3 separate regions of the Gossypium arboreum genome follow, and all the other regions are linked to region 3. Evidence: chromatin contacts called from public Hi-C data. All regions are on one chromosome and are shown on one strand. The core of a region is the stretch at or near the end of the contact, and the rest is flanking DNA. Distances in the headings are between cores, read along the strand shown. Region 1 holds the start of LOC108458249. Region 2 holds the start of LOC108485527 (CBL-interacting serine/threonine-protein kinase 9). Region 3 holds the start of LOC108485844 (NAC domain-containing protein 43-like).

Region 1 (3,318 bases), core at 205-2,704, 170 kb after region 3:
ATGAGGATGATGAAAGGAGATAAATGAAGCAATAAAGAGTACTAAAATGCATGTTAAAATAAGAAATGCCATTGAGGCTTAACCAGTTGGGATTCATGCAGGCAATGCCATTGAATTTCATTTCTAAAATAATTGAACTCACCCATAAGCAGAGTATGGAATGGAATATTGACTATTAGGTTGTTGGATGAATGTTGATGAGGAACCATGATAAACAGGCGATGCCATCAACCCAGGTGCTGGTCTAAACCGTCCAGCTCCTGCATTTATTGACTTCATCTTAAATTAAATTGTTTCATAACTCTAGTTTTTAGATCCACTTTTCAGTTTACCAGATCGCATTGACCAATATGAAATGTTTTCCCAATATGGTAAAAAACACATCTTCAGAATGAACAAAGGAAAAAAAAAGGAGGATTTTTTGATCCTTTGAAATATCATTATCAAACAATAACTTTCCTCACCCCAAATATTGAAGTGAATATTCGCCAGGACCATTTAACATATGCATAAAGAGTTGGTATTGAGATAAGGAAATGACATTTCAACAAGAACCAATACAATTAAAAAGAAAAAGAGAGAAAGAAAACCATGTTGTGGTGGTGGACGAGTCTTCTGTGCACCCAATGAAGCAAGATTGCAGTTCGCCCTCCTTCCATCAATGGTAGGAGAAGGGTTTTGACATGCTCTCATGGCTGCATCTGGATCCTTAAATGTAACCTGGAAATGGAAAATAAGGATAATCACCTTCTAATTGTCATATGGAATGAATGATATGTATATATACATATTAAGGAAAGGGATGAATAAGCTTACAAAGCCATAGCCCTTGGATCTCCCAGTATTTTTATCTGTAATAACAACAGCTTCAATAATCTCTCCAAATTGCTCAAAATAACGCTTCATGGTATCTCTTTGAGTTTCCCAAGCCAGTCCACCAACAAAGATTTTCGTAAAAGTTGTGTCATTGTACTGCCCTGCTCCTGGATTGTTGCTACCACCCACCATCTGAAATTGCCTTTGTTGAGACATGTAAAAAAACACAGAATAATCTCCCAAATAAAAAAGAGAAACAGAGATGAAAGAAAATGGCTAAGAATCCCACAAAAAAAAAAAAAAAAAAACAAAACAACTACCCCAGAAGCCAAATATAGAGTGGTTAAAAAATGGAGAATTCTTTTTTTCAAAAAAAAAAGTGAACTTTGATATTGGAGAGTCGTTTCTATGGAAGATCACATCACTGATTAATCAAACCCCAAAGCCTTTTTTTTTAAAAAAAAAATCCCTTTGGCCTTCTTCAAGCACTCGTGCAATCGTGTATCATGTTTTTTTGTTTTCTCGGTGTTGTTTTTTCTTTCTTTTTTGTTGTTGTTGTTCGTTGTTTTAGCTGTTGTTTTTTTTTTCCTAATGTTATATAACTGCCACTTTTTTTACAGCCACGATAATTTTATTTTATTGTTTGGTTAAATGGGCCTCCGAAAACATAGGAGCCCAATTTACAGTTTATTTTTTTTTCCCTTTAAAACCCTTTTCCTCAAAGTCATAGAGAAAACCCTAACAACATATTGATCTCAGAGCGGCGCTGCACAGCTTGCCGATAACCCATCACTCCTATATTCATCTTTCAGGTAAATTCGTTGATTTTTTTCCATTTCTTTTCTTGTTTGTTTCTTGGGAAATTTGAATTTCCTTTCTGTTCTTTTTTCGGTATTGATGTAAATCTTTACGTTGATTGTGTTTTGATTGCTTTATTTATTTATTTATTTGGTTTAATTCTAATAGCATAAACGATGTCTTCGGTTGGCGAAGCTGCTTGCTCTTATGCTGCTTTGATTCTCTATGATGATGGCATCCCCATCACCGTATCCTTTATGCAAATAATTTAGGGTTGTATGATTTATTATTTGATTTTTTTTAATACTTTGATAGGATTATTGGAAAATAGGAATTTGATTATTGTTGTTGAGAGATTCCCAATTTGTATGGGAACATAGGTATTTTTTTTTTTGGGGGGGGGGGTTTCTTTAACTGTCATTAATAGGCTGAGAAGATTGCTGCGCTAGTTAAAGCTGCCAATGTCTCTGTTGAGTCTTATTGGCCAAGCTTGTTTGCTAAGCTTTTTGAGAAGTGCGACATTGAGAATCTCATAACCAATGTTGGTGCTGCTGGTGGTGGTGCTCCGGTCGCTGCAGCTGCACCTGTTGCAGCTGCTGGTGGAGGCGGTGCTGCTGCTGCTGCTCCTGCTCCTGCAGAGGAAAAGAAGAAGGTGGAATTAAAAATTACGAATAAATAAGTGGATGTGATATCCTTGTCTCTATTATTTCCTTGCACCATTTATACTGATATGTGATTCTTTGGCTATTTGCAGGAGGAACCAGAGGAAGAGAGTGATGATGATATGGGATTCAGTTTGTTTGATTAGGAACTCCTTTTAGTGTGTGATTCAGTCGACTACGGGTTTAGCGTATTAAGTATGACACTAACTCTTTTGAGTTTTATTGATTTTGGTATTTTTCTCTTAATTAGAAGTGTTAATTTAAATGAAGTGACACTGATGAATGCTTCCTTTTTGAATTATAAGTTTGAATTTTCTTATTTATACAAGCATATTTGACCTTTTTTTTTTTTGTTTCATTCTTCATTGAGTGTTGAATGGTATTTGCTTTATTCTTTTGCAATGCATGTTTTTGTGTTGGTTTTGATTGTTGGTTCATTATGCTTATAGATGACATCTCTTGATTTGATCCAACTGAAATTATCAGTTGTTGGGAATAGCTATTTGATACGAAGAAATAAACTGTAGTGAATTTCTATATTATCTATTGTAGAGTGGAAAAGTAGGACGAGAAGAAAAAGAGTAGTAAAATGGAAGGGCAGAAAGAAAGAACCGAAAAGCTGAAAGACAATATTTTTCAAATTTTGTTTTCTTTTAATCATATGTTCATTTTGTATTTTTCTACTTTTTCAACTTTCCATCTTTACGATTTTCTTCACCAATATTTCATTCTGATTCTTTCTGGATATTCCTTTAAAAAATACATAAATTTGCTGGATATTACACGCAAAATCTTTTGATTTTAAGTGCTAATCAGAATGATTAGTTATGCAGATCATGGAACCTCTCCAGCAGTTGGATCAAAATCATTTTGGATCCAGCTTTACCCTATACCCGAAACTCGTTTGTAGTATAAAAGTGACTTTTAATTGCCAATCACACCATTGATTTAGTACTAGATTGATAGGCATGAAGTTCATGGTTAGACGTTTATGTATATAAATTCCTTCAAACATTTCCATTATAGTTTAATTTGGTCGTTG
Region 2 (3,111 bases), core at 447-2,946, 140 kb before region 3:
GTTGCTTTGGCAACATAACGTGATATTTTACATTTGAATCCAATGATCGGATCGAGTGCAGTGTGTCACAACCACAACTTTTGAACTTGCATTCTGTAAATCATCCAAATATCCTCGTTCAGATCAATGTTCAATGTGGTCGATTTTTTTATCAGCCCTAGTCATGTTCATGGTTCATGGTTCATTGTCATTGTTGTTGGATTCCCTCTTCTTAAAGATGATTCAAATGTTAATGGTACCAATATTGAAATTTCAAGTTGCAAATAAACCCAAAAAAAAAGTGTTTTGGACTAATTATAGAGAAGTCCCTAACTTTTAACTATCAAGTCAATTAGTTGATTAATGAAAATTTTAAAGGTAATGAAAATTTTAAACAATTATCTGAATTAAAGTGATTAAATTAATAAAAAATTTAAATGATGAAAATAAAATATACTATTTAAGATGATGTGCTGTGGCTTATCCTAAAAACAAATAAATTATAACAGTGATTCAAAATTTAAGCGTGATCATTATATTTATGGATATTTTTATTTGGATTTGACTCCTGCCATATTACGCTATAATTTGTTATTTGTTGAATTACAATGTTAATGGCACAGAACAGTTTGTCTTTTAAGGATACCTGTGCTTTGTCCCTGGTTAGGGTGTAATCAATCAAATCCACTTAATTTAATTAATTGGTTGATTAATCAATTTAATTTGATTGGAAGTTGGTTAATGATTTTTTAAAAATTCAATTTTCAATTAATTTAGTTTGAAATTAGGTAATTAATCGAACTTAATAATTAATAATATAAATTATATGTAATTTTAATTCGGTTAACCGACCGAATTAACCAAAATCTTTCGGTTTGGTTAACGTTTAAAAGATTAAAAAGTTCGATTAATTCAGTTAATACTAATTCAGTTCAATTCGGTGCCTAGACATGATGATGGGTCGGGCTGAGAAAGTGGAAGAGTTTAAATAAAAATATAGGTCCGAAAAATAGACTTGGACAAAAAAATGAAACCTGTTTTCTAAACCGATCGAGTCTTGGGTAAGCTTTTTTGGCCTTAGCTTGGCTCGAATTTGCAAAAAAATAAAAATAAACTGCTGCTTTTGTTGCTGTTTTCATTATTTTTGTTGTTGTTTTGTCATAGTTCTGGTGCTATTTCGCTATTATATTATAACTATTTTATTGTTATTGTTTGAATATTGTATAACTCTTATTTTATTATTATTATTTTAGAGGTATTTGTTTACTAAGTTGCAACTATCTTAGGGTTATTTAAGTGTAAATAATTTTTTTAAAATTTATACATGTTATAAAATAAAGAGAGATGGAGAGCGTAAAGAACAAAGAAAATATGGGAAGCAATAGAAAATATATTTTATTGATCAATAGGATCAATATAATGCTTGTTCAAAATTTTATTTGTAGACATAAAAGTATAAATGAAATAGACATTTACTTAATAATATATTCATAACAATACATTTATTTTAATGTTTGTACTTATAGTGTATTTGATGTATTTTATTTCTAAAATTTATTTTTATATAAAATTTTAATATAAAATTTTAATATAAATGGGCTGAATTGAACTTAAATTTTAACTTTTTTATGTGAATTAAAATTGAACAAAATTTTAACTCAGGCCGAATCAAACTTAAAAACCCGCATAAAATTATATTAAGATCCGACGGGGGTCATCTTCACCTCTAATCGTGCCCCTCTGCCCTAAAAAGAATAAAACAAATATCAGGTGTAAATAGGAGAGACAGATGGGTAAAATTACGAAGGCCACGGAAGGGACACGGTAAAACTAAATCGGATCCACGTCATCAGCGGTGGACCCCAGCCTCCCAAAAAGTGCAAATAAATAAATGGCATCATAAACATCGTCATCAATATCATTTTGATTCAAACAGCCATCCTCCTTCCCCTCTCCCTCTCCCTCTCCCTCTCCCTCTCCCTTCTCCCATTTGTTTTCCTTCACATTCCTCTCACCGTTTTCGGCCGGGCTTGCAATTTTGATTTAAAAGAAAACCATCTTGAAAATCAATAACGAAAGGAAATTGAAATCGGATCGAAGGGTTGAGGGCGAGAGGAGAAGAATGAGCACTAAGAAGAAAACATCGCAGGGTCACTTGAGTAGAACACGCATAGGAAAGTACAAGCTGGGAAGAACCCTGGGTGAGGGGAGTTTCGCAAAGGTCAAGTTCGCTAAGAATGTCGAGACCGGCCAGTGTGTGGCGATCAAAATCATGGATCGTGATCAAGTTCTACGTCACCGTATGGTCGAACAGGTGATCTCCCTTTCCAATGTCCCACCATGCATATTTTAAAACAACATTAAATTTAAAAACAAAAAATTGCATTTCAGTTATCTCCCTCCGCCGCCAATAAACATGGGGTCTCACGTAAACTTTACTACGGAAACAGGGAACCACGTGGGACCATGTTTAATGTGGGGGTCTATAGGTCAAACGTTGGATTAAATCGAATCTGGGTTCATGATTAAATATATTCACCTGTTTCATATTCAATCATTAATATTTTCGTTTCTTTGTTTTTTTCTCTTTTAATGATTGCAATTTTATTCGGGGCAGATAAAAAACGAAATCTCAACGATGAAGCTCATCAAGCATCCCAATGTCATTAAAATATTTGAGGTAAATAAAACTAATGTCTGCAATTATGGTGTTTGGTTTACTCTGCTTTGCATTGTTGATAAGATTTTTTTTTTTTTTACTTTAATTTTGCTTCTAATGCATAGGTTATGGCGAGCAAGACAAAGATTTACATCGTGATCGAGTTCGTTAATGGTGGCGAGCTCTTCGACAAAATTGTAAGGACTTGTTGGGCATTTATAGTTAAATGAAGATGAAGCAAATTTTATATAAATTCGCTCATTGAGTTTCTATTCGCAATAGCAGTTTATTGTTTAAAGTAATAAATCTTTGATATTTATAGGCCAGGCACGGGAGACTCAAAGAAGATGAGGCTAGAAGCTATTTCCAGCAGCTTATTAATGCTGTTGATTACTGCCACAGTAGAGGCGTCTACCATAGAGATTTGAAGGTTCAGCTTCAATTAACTGATTGATGACTGCTTAAAAGCTTTC
Region 3 (3,087 bases), core at 332-2,831:
ACCGTTGTTAGCTTCACTATCGTCCTTGCAATTCCTTTCCATGTATTCTAGTATCTGCTCCAAGGCTCCATCATTGAACGCACGGAACATACGGTCCCTGGCTTTTTCAGTGAGAGATGAGCTAATATGGCTGTCTAGGGTTTTGTGGTGATTTTTCTTCTTGAAGACACGACAAATCACCCATCCCTCTTCTTGTGGCCCCTTCCCCATAGCATTAGAGACCTTGATTCCAAAAAAAAAAAAAAATGTTAATATTAATTTAATGGCCAAAACCTTGTAGGAAAGTTACATAGGCCGTAGATTATTTATTTTCAGATCCTATAGCATTTTCTTTTTCTTTTTCCTAAGCTGTTTATATACGATAAGATGCAACACTTCCAAGATCCAACCTGAAAAGCTAAAGTTTCAACAATTTTTCTCCCTAAAAGTGAATGATGTTGTAGCTGATTTTGATCATTGAAAAATACTGGCAATATAATGAAGGAGGGGAGGGGGAACTAAGAAGGTTTCAGCTTAAAGGTTTACCATATTGGTTTCAGCGATGTTATCTTCTAGTCTGTATTCATGCATGATCCAATCAGATTTTTGGCCATGAGGAGCTCGTCCTTTGTAAAACACCAAAGTCTTCCTCATCCCAATCCGGCGGCAGTTGCTACATATAACTTTGTCACGGCCGGTCGCTTTCCAAAACCCAGCAGCCGTGGCACGGTTGGTCCGAGTCCCAGTAGGGTACTTCTTGTCTTTATGGCTAAAAAAGTACCAATCATTCTGGGGAGTGGTTCCAATTTTGCAGCTCTCTGGATAAGTTACAATATTGATAAAGTAAATGGCAATGGAACACATAAATCAATACTTAGATATGTAAGTAAAATACCTTGAATATCCCAGGGCTCAAGCTTGTTATGATCAACATCCTGAATTACATCCAAATCGATCTTCTCATAGGAAACCTTTTTCCTGAGGTAGTATTGCAATAGCTCCTCTTCGGTTGGATGGAATCGGAATCCGGGAGGGACGTGAGTTTGTCCATTTACAGATATGCTCATGTTTTCCGGCATTTAAGAAAAAAAAAGAAATGAAGAGACCAAAAATAAACTAGGAAAGGAAGATGAGAGAGGTGGTGTACCAAATGGGGTATGTAGAGAATTCTATATATATACACGTGTGTGTACGTTGCAGGACATAAAATGGCCAAAAGATCCTACAATGAAATTACTGCTTTCTGTACTAGTTTAGTTATAGACTGCTTGGAGAAACGACAGTGTGTTGAATTGTAAAGTTGAAAGGAGGATGCAGGGAGAGGTAGGACCCAGTTGGAGGTTGCCTCAATCAAAGTCAAAAAACACTAAACTGGGACCTTAAAAAAGAAGAGCTCCACAGAAAACTACATTTCACCCTTCTCTTTTTAACCCTTCTCCCCGAGGGTGAGGGCTCAGTGAACTGCAACCACCGCCCCCAACGAGAAAACGATAATGGGAGTGAATAGTCTTCTTCAAAAACTCTATCATGGCTGATTTTCAAGTTCAGTTGCATTTACTTGGTATTATCTTTTATACACACATAATAAATTCTTGTTCAAATTGATCTCACTTTATCCGTAGCGCCTCAAGCAGTGGCACGTAATATTAATTTTAGTTAAGAAAGTTTGGAAAGGTCACCATTCTAATCATTTCATGTAAGCTCTGATTTCCTTACCTTTCATCATTAATTTTGGTTAAGATAAAATGACGGATCAACCACTTCATACTTTACTTGTATACTATCTTTCAAATACATATTTATTTGACATGTGCCGCTTGTATATGACATTAATTAGTATTTACTCTTTTCTAGATATGACGGTGGTTGTGATTGAATTAAGTCATAATTTAATTGAATAAGGTTTTCTTTTGACCCTTTTAGTTTAATTAATTAATTTTTAAAGTTAAATAAATCTTTGTATAATTATGAGTTTTAAAGATATTTTGTATAATTATATAAAATATAGAATAAATTGAGATAGAAAAATATTATGGCAAAACTAAACATAACATGCCACAAACACAACTAAATTTAAGAATATGAAAACAAAAGGCTATGTTAAAATTTTATACTATTAAAATCACATACACAATAAGAGCACATAAATATTTTTTTCTAAATTGTATAAGTATGAAAAATTATAAATTAAGACACACTATAAACACAATACAAATTCATAATTTTTTATAAATAATTACACGGTGACAATTTATATATGCAAAATATGATATTAATTCAACATAAAAAGGATTACGATATAAGATAAAAATAACATGAAATGATATATATATCCTGACCAATTCAATTTCCAATTTAATTTTGAAAATCTTGAACGTGACATATACTTAATAATTAATATACAAGACAAAAATAAAATAAATGTGAAAATATACAAAATTGTTATGAATATCCTATTAGGTGGATGTCCATTAAAATCAATATAAGTTTTAATGTACTTTAAATTCTAATAGTGAGTAGAAGTAGATCTTTACTATAAATAGAGATTTTGGAAAGGCTTTGTAAATATTCCGATTAATCAATAAAAATAGGTTCTCTCTTTGTTCTCCCATTCTCTTTGTTCTTTACTTTCTGTCTTTTTTATTTTATAACATGTTATTAGCACAATTCTCATTTAATTATTTTTCTCTATAAGTTACAAAAATATCACAAAATTTACTATTGTCGATTGACTCCTAGAGCTGCTGCTATTTCAATTGAGGCTTGCGCACTATAGGTAATCATTAGAGCATTTAACCACTCAGCTAGGGTGATATCGATGATGTTAAGGACTCTCAGGTATAATTTACTATGATTTATTTATTATATCATATTTATTATAATTGGAGACTAATCATGACAACATGAATAAATAGTTTGATTTAAAGTCCACGCATGTTTGCGATGGTGATTATGAAATAAAGAATCTATTGGGACATTTATAAGTTCGTCCTAGTAAATCTATTGCATTCCCCAAAGTGAATGCAAGCATAAAAGAAAAATAAAAACCAATATTATCTTAATCCATTCCTAAGGTTCAACGGACTAGTCCTAATTAGACTATATTTT

What was found. Hi-C and Micro-C count contacts between places; a contact is called where the count stands out from the background.
Region 1: a contact with region 3 is called in a Hi-C map of leaf, with 2.1 times the contacts expected there. The contact joins the promoter of LOC108458249 here to the promoter of LOC108485844 in region 3. A contact is called at or near these places in 2 of 5 Hi-C or Micro-C datasets (both in leaf).
Region 2: a contact with region 3 is called in a Hi-C map of leaf, with 2.4 times the contacts expected there. The contact joins the promoter of LOC108485527 here to the promoter of LOC108485844 in region 3. A contact is called at or near these places in 2 of 5 Hi-C or Micro-C datasets (both in leaf).

What each region holds. Positions count from the first base shown.
Region 1 is chr7:75,983,658-75,986,975 of ASM2569848v2, forward strand. LOC108458249 reads right to left here and starts at 1,455. Exons shown (of 6, transcript XM_053030691.1): 1 at 1,137-1,455; 2 at 817-1,018; 3 at 591-720; 4 at 143-260. The coding sequence starts at 1,008. LOC108458291 (60S acidic ribosomal protein P1) reads left to right here and starts at 1,480. Exons shown (of 4, transcript XM_017757637.2): 1 at 1,480-1,628; 2 at 1,783-1,862; 3 at 2,042-2,266; 4 at 2,369-2,604. The coding sequence starts at 1,791. The coding sequence ends at 2,422.
Region 2 is chr7:75,669,329-75,672,439 of ASM2569848v2, forward strand. LOC108485527 (CBL-interacting serine/threonine-protein kinase 9) reads left to right here and starts at 1,697. Exons shown (of 14, transcript XM_017789377.2): 1 at 1,697-2,293; 2 at 2,597-2,659; 3 at 2,764-2,835; 4 at 2,961-3,068. The coding sequence starts at 2,102.
Region 3 is chr7:75,813,747-75,816,833 of ASM2569848v2, forward strand. It overlaps LOC108485844 (NAC domain-containing protein 43-like), which reads right to left and starts at 1,582. Exons shown (of 3, transcript XM_017789691.2): 1 at 875-1,582; 2 at 526-797; 3 at 1-222. The coding sequence starts at 1,058.